2 separate regions of the Rattus norvegicus genome follow, and region 1 is linked to region 2. A link is a contact called in public Hi-C data. All regions are on one chromosome and are shown on one strand. Each heading gives the region's core, a stretch centred on a gene start, on an enhancer-like site or on the middle of the called end of the contact. The rest is flanking DNA. Distances are from core to core; before and after follow the strand shown.

The links. Hi-C and Micro-C count contacts between places; a contact is called where the count stands out from the background.
Region 1: a Hi-C map of the A7r5 cell line shows a contact between it and region 2, with 2.9 times the contacts expected there. The contact joins two enhancer-like sites. A contact is called at or near these places in 11 of 12 Hi-C or Micro-C datasets (the A7r5 cell line, the Rat2 cell line, Schwann cells and 7 more) and 1 of 1 datasets of contacts at active chromatin or transcription factors (oligodendrocytes).

What each region holds. Positions count from the first base shown.
Region 1 is chr9:91,687,704-91,690,403 of GRCr8, forward strand. No RefSeq gene overlaps it. Among named protein-coding and RNA genes, the nearest start is that of Slc19a3, 58 kb to the right of the region's middle. Within about 2 kb of position 1,443, at least 10 of the 93 cell types and tissues checked have an H3K27ac peak or open chromatin away from gene starts, as enhancers often do. A contact at or near this core is called in the A7r5 cell line, where this site is marked.
Region 2 is chr9:91,518,968-91,521,667 of GRCr8, forward strand. No RefSeq gene overlaps it. Among named protein-coding and RNA genes, the nearest start is that of Tm4sf20, 20 kb to the left of the region's middle. Within about 2 kb of position 1,259, at least 12 of the 93 cell types and tissues checked have an H3K27ac peak or open chromatin away from gene starts, as enhancers often do. A contact at or near this core is called in the A7r5 cell line, where this site is marked.

The DNA of each region.
Region 1 (2,700 bases), core at 193-2,692, 170 kb after region 2:
GTTAAGAGCACTGTGTGCTCTTCCAGGGGTCCTGAGTTCAATTCCCAGAAACCATGTGGTAGCTCACAACCATCTGTAATGAGATCTGGTGCCCTCTTCTTGTATGCTTTACCATAATAAATAAATCTTTAAAAAAAAGAAGAATTGCCATGGTCATGGTGTTGTTTCACAGCAATAGAAACCCTAAGTCTGACAGCCCCCTTTCCTTTCTGTTCGTGTGGTATATGTATGTGGTATATGTACTTTTTAATATACACGCATGGGTGCAGAGGATGAGGACAATGTCAGGTACTTCCTCAAGCACTGTTCGCATTAAACAGAAGTTCACTTTCTAAGCTAGATTGGCCACTTACCAAAGCCAAATGTCTTTGGGGGGCAATCTTGTCCATGGTATTTCTGAACTCTTTCCTGTAAGATCTTAGAAGAATGGGCTAGTCCCTTCATTAACTGTCAAAAGACAGCATGGACTCATTTTATTGGTCAGGGTTCTGCCTATGGGCACAGACTCTCTGAACTAGTTTCAAAGTTTCAAATCTATGGAAAATTAATGACTCTAGGAAGATGCACAAAACATGATATTCTTGAGCATAAAAGATCCAAACAATCCTTTGTCAAGGCTGTTTCAAATCCTTAGGCCTTTCCTGCTTTTTAAAAAAGTTAATGGGAGAATTATAAAAGTGGAAAAATTCAGTGAATGTTCAACCTCAGGCTTGAATTATCGTACTTCGAACAGGTATCAGATTTTAATTAATTTTAAACTTATTCCTACAAAAGTCATTGGGACTGTAGATAAAATACCACCATAACCAAATGCTGTGATTGTTTTCTTAATTAGATTAATACTGTAAATTCTTAATCTTGAGGAAAAAGCTGGGTGCACGAAAAACAGTGGCCCAGGGCCCACCTATCCTAGTACTGCTTTGGGTTGCTGTCCTGTAGTCTGGGACTCTGACTCACAGGCATTCCAGCTAAAAATGTTACTATAATGTGGACCATCAAGGATTTTTTTTCCTGCTGTACTTAATTTTAAAGAACTGATATTTCCCAAATTCCTTAACATGTTTGAGTCTTATTGATCTTACTTACTTTTTTTTTTTTTTTGGTTCTTTTTTTCGGAGCTGGGGACCGAACCCACCTACTTACTTTTTGTGTGGAGTAGATGGGGTTAAAGGGAGAAGACTTGGGGTGCCATCTAATATGAGTAACGCTACGTTTCTGTTTGGAGATACCTTTCTATGATGTGGGCCTGGCCACTCAGGAGTTTACGGGAATGTATGGATTGCTGCTAGAACAAAAATCTTATAATGTCTGACCCAGCTGTGGTATTGTGGTATGTGACATCATGATAAAAATATCTCTTCCATTGTAAGAGCCTGAGACTTTGACTAGACTTCACAGTGTAATGGACTGGATGTACCTTTAAGAGAGCTGGAAGTAGTGTCTGCATTCTAGCCTCTTATGACTCAGTATAAGTAGTATGTTTTGTTCAGATCACTTGAGTCAGCACTTGTTGCAATATTTCCCATTCCCATATGACCCCCCAAGAATGGTCCTCCCCACCCCCCGGCAGTGCTAGTAGTGTCGGGACAGGTCTTCTGGGATTTTAGTTGAATCATCGAGCCTGCTATTTGGATGTCAGGAACAGCAGTTCATTTTAATGGAATGAAACTGTTTGATACCAATTTTGGTAAGAGAGAGCACTGCTGTAACGGGACATAAAACGTGGAGGAGGTTTGGGGATTTGGTAATGGGCAGAAGTCAAAGGTATTTTTGAAACATTGGGTGTTTGTTTGATAATGTTGACAGAAATGTAGATTTTAGTTACAGTTCTGAACAAGGTTTCGAAGGAAGCTAGGAGTCTCATCTGTAATCAATTTAGATAAGAGATCCGGGACTTAGAGCTGGTTTGGACCCACGATTGATGCTGGAACGGGGTGAATACATTTAGTACTAGGGAAGGGGAGGACACGAGCTGTATTTCCAGGCCAGAACAAGTGCTTTAGGAAGCAGAGAGCTGAGCTTGCTTCTTCCTCTTCCTCTTCCTCTTCCTCTTCCTCTTCCTCTTCCTCTTCCTCCTCTTCCTCTTCCTCCTCCTCCTCTTCCTCTTCCTCTTCCTCCTCTTCCTCTTCTTCCTCCTCCTCCTCCTCCTCCTCCTCCTCCTCCTCCTCCTCCTCCTCCTCCTCTTCTTCTTCTTCTTCTTCTTCTTCTTCTTCTTCTTCTTCTTCTTCTTCTTCTTCTTCTTCTTCTTCCTCCTCCTCCTCCTCCTCCTCCTCCTCCTCCTCCTCCTCCTCTTCTTCTTCTTCTTCTTCTTCTTCCTCTTCCTCCTCCTCCTCCTCCTTCTTCTTCCTCTTCCTCTTCCTCTTCCTCTTCTTCTCAAAACCCATATATTTATCCATGGAACAGGTACATTTTCACTACAGAAGTGTTTTTATTCTGTGGACATTGAGTCTATTAAAGGTACTTAAATGAGAGGACTGGGGCTCTCCCTGAGATTATGATAGTATCTAATTCCACCTGGAAAGTCAGTCTGAGAATCTGCCAAATTAGCACCTATTAGCACCAGTCAGAGGCAATTGCATGGTTTTACTGATTTTACTTCAATAAACAAAAACTCAGTCTTTGGTCAGAATGGTTCTGGAAACTCTAACGTAGTGTGGGGATCGTGACACTTGCCTGGAGATACTTCAAGCCCAGTCCAAA
Region 2 (2,700 bases), core at 9-2,508:
GTCCCCAGGACCGCCTTCCAAGGCTTCCAGAAAATGAGGGTGAAATTGAGAGCTCAGCTCAGAAGCCCAGCATTTCCTAGGAGCTCGTCTGACACATTCTGATGCTCTAGCTTTTAGATACAGACCCTTCTCCCCATGGTGGTAGTCTTTCATCTGGAGAGCGGAATCTTGGGTCTCATTGTGGTCACAATTCCAGTTTTCGGAATCAGTCCCCTAAAGATAGGTGTCACTATCGACTTCATAAAATCCTAGACTGGCATCCTGGGAAATTAGCATGTGAGTGTGTATGCTCTCTCCACATACAAATTCTCCCCCACCCCCACTCCTGCTCATTTCTTCCTCTGCTTCTGAGGCTTACAGCCTTAGGGCTGTGAAAGGCTTCAACATGAAACTGAAAAGAGACAAGAAAAGATAAGGATTAATTCCAAACTATACATGGACCCTCTGGCTTGTCATCTTAGTACTTGGGAACCTGAGGCAGGAGGATTGCCATTAGTCTTAGGGCAGTTGTGAGGCTGTCTCAGTAAAGCAGAAAAGCAGCCTGTGAAGTGTGTTGCAGACACAAGAGGGCAGTGTGTGCTAACCCGTCGATGCTGTGGTTCAGGCTTTCACTCCTGGAAGGCCTGGCTGCCTTCCTAGACCTAAAAGGAATTGATAAAGAGACTTTGAGACAGGTGTGGTTAGCCCCCAAGTCTAGTCACTGAGGCACAATGTGAAGTCAACATGTAGAGACATCTTGCCAGGAATGGGGAGGAATGTGGACACTCAGGTCCAGCCCAGGATCGAGCCTCATCATTGAGACTGCCCTGTGCTAAGGTGTTCTAAAAGGCAGATTTTGAGCCACAGAGAATCTGATCCTGGACTCTAAAAACCTTCATTTAGAGAAAGCCAATCGTTCACTGGAGGGGAATTGGTTTCTTGCTTGGTTGGACAGATTGGGTTTTGTGTTTTTGAAAGTTTCCTGTCGACCAGGCTAGTCTTGAACTCACTGTGTAAACCAGGCTGTCTTTGAACTTCTGATATTCCACCCTCTACCATGAGAAGGGTAGTATCACTGACTGTCCTGACCACTAGGGAGGACTTGACTGTGCACATGTGTGCTAGGCCAGGGCACATGTGTGCTAGGTCAGGGCACAGAATGTAGTCCCAGGCAACGTCAAAAGGTCAAGCCCTTCCTGGGGGTGTAAATCCACATTTCCTTGCCCTCTTCCTTTCCGTGGGAGCCTTCCCAGCCATCAGGCACCACCATCGATTCTTATTTAGGGAGGGAACGTGAGTCATACAGTTGGCTCTCTAATCATGGCTGCCAGCCATGTCTCCCAAAGGTACCATCTGCTTCCCGTTTATCCGACGATGGAGTGGTGAGTGGTGGTTCCAACTAAGGGTGTGTGCAGCTGAAGAGAGGGCTATGCAGACCATCTGATGCCTCTAGCCTGGCCTAGTCTCTCTCACTGATTTGGGGTTCCCACCAAGCAATACACAGCCCTGCTCATTGGAACCCTCCTCAGTCTCTTCAGTCGAATGCAAACTCTGACTCCTCTTTTTTTTTTTTTGGTTCTTTTTTTTTTTTTTTCCGGAGCTGGGGACCGAACCCAGGGCCTTGCGCTTCCTAGGTAAGCGCTCTACCACTGAGCTAAATCCCCAGCCCCGACTCTGACTCCTCTTAATCCCCAAACCCACAGCACAGTCGTGGGGACCACAAATGCCCCAACTACTGGACCACAGCACCATTTTACTCCACTCACAGATTTTCAATGTTCTAATACTTTGCCATTAACTATTTTTTAAATGGAGATTCAAGGAAGAAAAGAAACAGCTGTGTAACAAGCAAGACTCACCACACACAACATGCACACACACATACACACATGCATGCATGAATGTATATACACACACACATGCACACACATATACACAAGCGTGCGCACACACACACATGAATGAATGTGTACACACACATGCATGCATGAATGCACACACATACACATGCATGCATGAATGCACACACATATACACATGCAAGCACGAATGCACACATACATGCATGAATGTACACAAACATTAGCAAGCAAGCCTTATCATACACACACACATGCATGAATGTGTACACACACATGCATGCATGTATAAATGCACACAAACATACACATGCATGCATGAAGGCACATACACCACCCACTATGAGATGGTAACGCATATGTACCCATTTCATGAAAGGACACTGTCCTCTGGTTGTGAATATCACTAACATGGGCGAACAGCAATGTTTGATGAGTGTCTCCAGAGGAGTTCAAGGTCCTCAGAAGCTGGAAACAATGAACTAGACAGAGATGCACAAACCATAGGCAGCCTAGCAAGTTGTTCTCTAAATTATTAGGCTGATGCCTGTAGACGGCTGTCTGCTTTGGTTAGAGCGACTTCTTTCTACGGTGAGCAGGAGTAACTGCAGAGCGGTGGTTCTCAACCCTCGGGTGACGATACCTTTGGGGTGGGCCAACCCTTTCACGGGGGTTGCGTATCAGAAACTTACAGTATGATTCGTAGCAGTAGCAAAATTGTAATTGTGAAGTAGCGAGGAAGTAATTTCATGGTTGGGAGTCAGGACATGAGGACTGTGTTAAAGGGTTGCAGCACTAGGAAGGTTGAGAACCACTGCTACAGAGCCTTATGGTCTTAGGGCTTCCCCTGCCGACACAAAAA